Regions from separate parts of the Mus musculus genome. Here region 1 is linked to region 2. Evidence: chromatin contacts called from public HiChIP or PLAC-seq data. All regions are on one chromosome and are shown on one strand. Each heading gives the region's core, a stretch centred on a gene start, on an enhancer-like site or on the middle of the called end of the contact. The rest is flanking DNA. Distances are from core to core; before and after follow the strand shown. Region 1 overlaps Gm38475 (a long non-coding RNA gene). Region 2 has its middle 35 kb from the start of Gm38926.

Evidence for each region. HiChIP or PLAC-seq counts read pairs in DNA pulled down with a chosen protein or histone mark.
Region 1: a contact with region 2 is called in a FOXA1 HiChIP or PLAC-seq map of pancreatic cancer cells. The contact joins two enhancer-like sites. A contact is called at or near these places in 6 of 39 promoter capture datasets (the 3T3-L1 cell line, embryonic stem cells, hippocampal neurons and 2 more), 6 of 484 Hi-C or Micro-C datasets (the N1E-115 cell line, Sertoli cells, embryonic fibroblasts and 2 more) and 2 of 115 datasets of contacts at active chromatin or transcription factors (embryonic fibroblasts and pancreatic cancer cells).

Annotation. Positions count from the first base shown.
Region 1 is chr6:145,594,246-145,598,141 of GRCm38.p6, forward strand. The region is part of intron 1 of Gm38475 (a long non-coding RNA gene); the gene reads right to left. Among named protein-coding and RNA genes, the nearest start is that of Gm38475, 18 kb to the right of the region's middle. Within about 2 kb of position 1,891, at least 7 of the 459 cell types and tissues checked have an H3K27ac peak or open chromatin away from gene starts, as enhancers often do. A contact at or near this core is called in pancreatic cancer cells, where this site is marked.
Region 2 is chr6:145,381,033-145,385,178 of GRCm38.p6, forward strand. No RefSeq gene overlaps it. Among named protein-coding and RNA genes, the nearest start is that of Gm38926, 35 kb to the left of the region's middle. Within about 2 kb of position 2,154, at least 11 of the 459 cell types and tissues checked have an H3K27ac peak or open chromatin away from gene starts, as enhancers often do. A contact at or near this core is called in pancreatic cancer cells, where this site is marked.

The sequences.
Region 1 (3,896 bases), core at 641-3,140, 210 kb after region 2:
TAACACTTAATCTTCAGAACAACCTTGGGCAGGCTATTTTGCAGGCCCCTGACTTCCTGAGATAAAATTAATCACCTAGAGTGAAGCTTTGGTTTAGACGGGCTGTCTGTGTGGAGTCGTAAAAGCGGAAGCTTCGTAAATCCCAGTCCTTCATTAACTCCTCCACCAGGACCACCATGACAGGAGTCGCTCTGAATCCTGTCTTCTTGGTGTGCAAATGAGGATAACAATTGCACCATGTTTAAAATGCATGACAGTCATGTTGACTTTCATCTTAAATTCCCAGCCTGGGTAGGTAGACCCTAGAACCACTGCCCTTCCTGTAGTCAGACCCCACAAGGCCACATTCACCATAGGTCAAACCAGAGAAATGATTATATGAAAAATGTACTTTCCTATCAGCTTTATAAGCAGTGGTGTGCACGTGTTCATGCATATGCACATGTGTGGGGGCCATAGGTCACCATGTATTTATTTTCCGAGACAGTTTCTCTGACTGAGCCTAGCATTCACGGATAACGCTAGGCTGGATGGTCAGTAAGGTCTGGAAAGAGCTGTCTGTCTCTACCCCTCCTGAGGGCCGGCCACAGGCGCATACCACTGCCCCTGCCTTTCCTGTGGTGATGGGGAGATCTGAACTCACGACCTCCTGCACACCCTTCACAGGCCTCTTAAGAACCATTTATAATGGAAATTTCTGATCCTGAAGGAATGTATTCAAGAAAAAGAAAGAGAAAGTGCGCTTCATTTACCTTTCTACCTACATATCTGTGTTTATTTTAGACTGATAAGCTGTGGCTGATGTAAACACTTGGCAATCAGGGTACTTTGAAAATGTTTTCTATTTTCATTGAATGTTTATCCTGAGGAGAAATGTGTAATGTCTTCAGTATTGCCTCGCGGTGATGCATATTTATGATTTAATAGTCTACCACTTTTGGAAATTTTTTACCTTTAAATTTTTGAAAAATGATATTTACATAATTTTCCCTCAAGCACTTGAATAATTCTCTAGCGTACTCTTTCATGATTTTACATACAGACGTCCCTTTCATCTTCTAACGGCGGATTTGTTTATCTTCTCACTTAATCAGGATATTTTAGATGAATATTGAAATAATTGTTGCCTTTTAAAAAATCATGTAATCAACAGCTGGGTATGGCTGCAAACGATATGCATATTTCATCAGTTTAAAAACGTACTTGTTTTTTTATAGTAAATTCCATATAGGTGTCTTTTAAAATTATTTGACACATAGCTTATAAATAAAAGTGGCTTAATTCTGCTAGTAAAGAAAGGTTCATGTCATGTTCCCAACTTTGGAATGTGAAGGACATTTCTACTCACTATTGGCACATAATCTCTGTGTGTGTGTCTCAGTATATTATACAAGAATACATAGTTTTATATATTAAATTATCAGCAGTGCCTACTATTAACATATTCAAGGCCAGTTTCCTTTATCTGCCTTCAAGTCATCTGGCTCCAAATTCTCCCCTTGGCTGTTGCACAGAGTTCTGTCTTCACTTCTTTCTCAAAGTCCTTCCACCCTCCCTGGTCTCCACACATGCACACATGCACACACTCATGCGTGCACACACACATTCACACAAGCATGCACACACTCCCACACAAGATTTCCTCTAAGCACGGGTCCGCATGCTAGAGGCTTGGTCTCCACTGTGACTACTGGGGGCTGTGGAACCTCAGAGGACAGAGCTTCCTAAAGGGACACTGAGTCACTGAGAACAGTCCCTGGGAGGGAATACTGAAGAGCCAGCCTTATCAGTTTCCATGGGGTGGGAAGCTTTGCTCCACAAGGCACACCCCTCCGTGACGCTCTGTTTCATAGCAGGCTCGGAGTCAAAAGGCCAACTAACCACAGAAGCTCCAAAACTGGGAGTAATCTCCTATGCAGGTTACTGCCTGCGTTCTGTTTGCACAGTGGAACATTATGACTACAACAGAAAGCACACAGACACACAGGGGTTGCTGGGACCATATTTCTGCAGATTGCTACTGTTTGTACATAGGTATGTACATAACAAAACATAATTTTTTACATACCTATATATTTAGTTGCCCATTTGTTTCTCCTCTTTGTCAGAGACGTTAATGCTCTTCTCTAAGGACTCCACAGCTTCAGAACAGAAAGATACTGTTCTCAGCCCCTCCTTTGTTCCAAGATTTTTTTCCAAAACATACCATGGAGCAGGGTAGCAATCAGTATGCACTTTTCTTAGCTACTTCTTCACACACTCAGCCAAGACCCCCACAGATACGAGAATGGGAGTTCTTGCCACCACATTTTAAATCAGGTTTACGAGAGTCAGGGCTAACATGCCAGGTTGTGTTCTTTACATACTCAAATTGACGGTCCCTTTATCCCTGCTTCCTCAGTCAGTGCCTCGCATACGGAATAGACAGTCAAGGTAGAGAATGACAGAATGAGTTTCTCTGGCACATAGATCTACACAAGATCGGCACATGATCTACACGGGATGGGCACGTGTTACACAGATGCCACACGGGATAGGTGCCCGATCTACCACTGAACTGCACCTAGCCCTTTCTTTTTATTCTTTTTGAGAAAGCATCTCAAGAAGTTGCCCAAACTGGCCTGGAACTTGCAGTGATCCTCCTGCCTCAGCCTCCTCAGTAGCGAGGACCACCAGCCTGCACCAGCAGGAACAGCTATGGCTTGGACTCAGGTAAAAGTGAAAAGTAGAGATGAAGAAATGTCCGTCCATTTTCTGGGCAGGGATGCTATGTACTCAGAACACCATGATGGTACTGGCAAGCCAGAGCTTGGTGATTGCGAGCAAAGGAGTTTGACCAGTGCTCCATTAGGGGATAGCAGTCACAACATGGCCACACAGCCCTACTGTGGCTGAGATCAACCGGGAGTTTGGGGAGGTCAACAACTCTGTCCTCAAGTTAGTCTTCGGGTGATTTGTGAACCAATGAAAACCTCGAGCTCATGGGAGGAGATGGGGGAGATGCACTGAAGGTCAGGAATTTGAACAGAGGTGTATAGCAATGGGGGATGGGGAACTGGAGTTAGCCAACAGAAAGTCTTAGATGCTAGGAAAGCAAGAGGCTCCCAGGACCCAACAGGGATTACATTAGCTGAAACGCCCAATACGGGGGAGAGAGAACCTGTAGAGCCCATATACAGAAGTTAGGCAAGACCCCCAGCTGAGGGATGGGGCCACACAGCCTTCTCAAAATTTTAACCCAGAATTGCTCCTGTCTAAAGGAAATATGAGCACAAAGAGTGGAGCAGAGACTGAAGGAAAGGCCATCCAGAGACTGCCCCACCTGGGGATCCATCCCATCTGCAGCCACCAAACCCAGTCACTATTGCTGATGCCAAGACGTGCTTGCTGACAGGAGCCTGATATAGATGACTCCTAAGAGACTCAGCCATAGCCTTACTGATACAGATGCGGATGCTTGTAGCCAACCATCGGATGGAGCAGGGGGACCCCAATGGAGGAGTTAGGGGAAGGACTGAAGGAGCTGAAGGGGTTTGCAACCCCATAGGAAGAACAACAATATCAAACAACCAGATGCCTTCCCCCGAGAACTCTCAGGGACTAAACCACCAACCAAAGAGTATACATGGGTGGGTACATGGCTCCAGCTGCATATGCAGCAGAGAATGGCCCTGTCTGGCATCAAAGGGAGGGGAGGCCCTTGGTCCTGTGAGGGCTCAATGCCCCAGCATAGAGGACTCCTAGGGCGGTGTGGCAGGAGTGGGAGTGTGGGTGGGGGAGCACCCTCGTGGAGGCGGGGGTGGGGGGGGGTATGGGAGATTCTTAGAGAGGAAACCAGGAAGGGTGATAACATTTGAAATGTAAATAAACAAAATAACCAATAAAAAATTTTAAAA
Region 2 (4,146 bases), core at 904-3,403:
GAGCTATGGGTCTCCAGTGGTGCCTGAGAGATGCTGCTGTGGATCTGATTATATTCTTTTGATTACAGTTCCCCTGGGCCCAGCTGGAGATGGAGGTTTTCTGAGCCCAGTTCTCAATTATTAAAAGCATAGTAAGTGTGTAGAGAGCATTTGCAATGCAGGGGATGGGGAGGGGGGACTTTAAAAGCCGCAGCTGTGGCACAACATCTCTCTCTTAACCCCTGCAGATGAGCTAAGCTAATAGATGAGCTCTCAGTGTGATAGCCCATTAGGGTGATGGATAAGCCATTCGCCAGTCACAGTTACAACGTGGACTACTGACGCCAGCCACTGCCACCGCTAAGCTTGAGTAGGACTTGTTCAGGGTGGCTGTTGGTTGGGATCGAAGCGCAGTTAATACTCCAATGTCTGCCCAAAGGAACAGACGAGAAAAGGAGAAGCAGGACAGAGGAGCTCGGGGCTGGATCCCTCCCGTCCCCACAAGGAAAATCTCAATGTGTCGTGGAGACGCTAGAGAGGGCAGGAACTCGTGGTGGCCAGATGGGTTTCACCCAGAACGTGGAACTACTGAGGAAAAACCAAAGATGGGCCAATATCGTTCTGTTAGCAAGACTCCTTGGTCAGGGTCAGGGGCGTCAGCAAGACCTGGGGTTAGGTGAGGGTAGACAGGGGAGGGTTTCCAGAGGCCAGTAAGGCAGACTAGCTGAATTGGTGAGGTCTGGATTTAACTCAAGACCCTGCTTCCAAAGGACAGGGTAGTTATCAAGTGAGGAAGGTCCTCTACCCTGGGGCCTACACACACACAAGGCTCAGTGAAGCAGTAACTGTTTTGAAGTTAAGTTTCACAAGTGTTTTTCCCATGATGATGGCAATGGCTGGCTGTTGATAGTGAGTCTGTTTGGAAGGCAGTGCAGAAGGAAAATGGGAATGAAATAGAGACAACAAAGACCCCTCATCCTCTGCTTTGAGTTTCAGGCTGTTAAGTCGCCATCTTCACCATGTGTGCACTTGGCTGCTGTGAGCCAAAGTGACTAACTGGCAGAGTTCAACTAGAATATACAGAACGGAGCATGCTGGGACGAGAAGGGGGCTGCAGGTTGATCCCCAAGACACTGGCTCCACTGTCTTTTACATTTCCTAGTAATTATATTAGTTGTTGAGAATTATTCTTAAAGTTCTAAGGCTGTCAGCTTAGTCTGATGGGGGAATAAGAATTAATTACAAGAGTTAACACAGTTCTATCCCACCTGAATACTGATGCTTGTGTGGACCCACTATGTATCTAATGATTTGGGCTGCCTCTCTTTCCACTACCACACCAGAACACTGATACTTGTGTGGACCCACTATGTGTCTAATGATTTGGGCTGCCTCTCTTTCCACTACCACACCAGAACATTGATACTTGTGTGGACCCATTGTGTATCTAATGATTTGGGCTGCCTCTCTTTCCTTCGACAGAATGGGTCATATGGCAGATGTTTTGCTGAGGCCACCAAATGATTCTGTAACAAAAGGGTCAGAAACAAGTCTTCCCTCCTACTCTTCCTACGGTGAAGAAACAAGAAATGGTTGTCATCACATTTTCCATGTTCTCAGAACTCCTTATCTCCAGGCCAGAGTGTTCCCAGAGCGTCTCTGCTCCCGGGTGTGGAGCTGGGCGAACATGTTTGCATTGTCCTCATTTAGAGGTACAGATTCAGCAACAGCTGTTGACAATTAATTATCCTTTGTCAACCGCATTCTGAGCTCTGAGTCTGTTCCCAGGTGCTTAGTGATACAGCAGCACACTTGGCCCGTGTTCTCTACGCCTCCCTTGGCATAGTGCCACTACAAGGACAGTGGCATTGTAAGTCACATGACTCCTTCTGATGCCGCCTCCCTCCCTTGGCAAACATAACACTACTACAGCATTCCAAGCAAGGATGGCGTCCTTGTACAATGACCATCACCGGTCTCACTCTGGCCCCTTTCTTCTATGTCTCCCATGTCTGTCTGATTACCATTTCTTTAAGGATTACATACCACACTACAAATGGAAGAAAAGCAACAAAGAAGAAAATGGCCATCAGGAACGTCTGCATGTCGTGAAGGAAGAGTTGATTGGCTGTGACATAGGGTTAGGGGGCAGGAAAACTTATGAGTCAGAGTTTTAGATATTTGAAACCTTGGTTAAAATATATCTTTCCTGACATGCCTGGTCTGAAGGGCTCAGTATGAGTTACAGACCACAGGGACAGCCTGAGTCCCTAATCAACCTTCACGGCACAGTCTGTTTGCAGGAACAATGTTAGGGCATAAAGAGAGTTTACCTCAAACTGGCCAGACAAGTGGGACCAGGGAGAGGGGAAGAAAAAGGGAAGAACTGAGGCAGAGAGGAAGGAATGGAGGGAGGGAGGGAGGAAGGAGAGAAGGAGGGAAGAAGGGAGGAAGATTAAGAGCAACTTTTGGATATTGGATCTGTCTTCTGAAAATTAGAAATTGGGAATTGAAGTTGAAATTGGGAAACGTCAATCTGGAAACTATCTGTACTTTACCGAATGGGAGTTTTCACTTAAAAACCAAACATCTTCTAGGTAGTTTGAAGATTTATTTTCCTGTGTGTGTGTGTAAACGCCTTCATGTGTATATGTGCAGCAAATGCATGCCTGGTGCCTGTAGATGCCAGCAGGGGATGTTGGATCTCCTGGGACTAGAGTCACAGCTGCTTGTGAGCAGCAATGTGGGTGTTGGGAACTGAACCCAGATCTTCTATAAGAGCAAATGCTTGTAACCAGAGACACGTCTCCAGCCCCCTCTTATAAGTACTTTTAAAATGGAAAATTATTAGCATTTTCTGAGTTAGACATTTTTATATTTGGTGATTAGTTTTGTCATTTCGATACACAACCCAAATAACTTGGGCAGTCTCAGTGAGGACCTGTCTACATACGGTTAGCCTGTGGTGTGTGTGTGGGATTAGCTTAACTGATATAGGTAGACCCAGTCCACTGTGGGCAGCAACATTCCCTAGATGAGGGGTCCTGACCTGTGTAAAAGTGGAGAAATCAAGTTGAGTGCAAGGGAGCGAGCAGCATTTGTGAGTTCATTTCTCCCTGCCTAGACTGTGGATATGATGTGACTAATCCCTTTGCTATGGTTTCCTCTCAACAGTGGGCTATAACCTGGAATTAGAAACAAAAGTAAACCCCCTTTTCCCTACCTTGATTTTTCTTTCCCACCAACAGAAATAAAACTAGAACAGGTAAGAGGATCCAACATGAGCAGAGGTTTGTCTCTCTCTCTTTCTTTCTTTCTTTCTTTCTTTCTTTCTTTCTTTCTTTCTTTCTTTCTTTCTTTCTTTCTTTCTTTCTTTCCTTCCTTCCTTCCTTCCTTAGATATTTTCTTTATTTACATTTCAAATGTTATTCCCTTTCCTAGTTTCCCCTCCAAAAAATCTCCTATCCCTTCCCTCCTCCCCCTGCTCCACAACCCACCCACTCCAGCTTCCTGGCTCAGGCATTCCTCTATACTGGGGCATAGAACCTTCACAGGACCATGGGCCTCTTCTCCTCCCCCAACAAGGCCATCCTCTGCTACATATGCAGCTAGAGCCACAAGTCCCTCCGTGTTTTTTCTTTGGTTGGTTTAGTCCTAGGGAGCTCTGGGGGTGCTGGTTAGTTCATATTGTTGTTCCTCCTATGGGGCTGCAAACCCCTTCAGCTCCCTGGATACTTTCTCTAGCTCCGTCATTGGGAAACCTGTGCTCCATCCAATGGATGACTGTGAGCATCCACTTCTGTATTTGCCAGGCACTGGTAGAGCCTCACAGGTGACAGCTATATCAGGTTCCTGTCAGAAGGCTCTTGTTGGCATCTACCTAGTGTCTGGGTTTGGTGGTTGCTTATGGGATTGATCCCCAGGTGGGGCAGTCTCTGGATGGTCATGCCTTCAGTCTCTGCTCCAGACTTTGTCTCTGTAACTCCTTCCATGGGTATTTTGTCCCCCTTCTAAGATGGATCGAAGTATCCACACTTTGGTCTTCCTTCTTCTTGAGTTTCATGTGTTTTGCAAATTGTATCTTGGGTATTCTGAGTTTCTGGGCTAAAATCCACTTATCAGTGAGTGCATATCATGTGTGTCCTTTTGTTACCTCACTCAGGATGG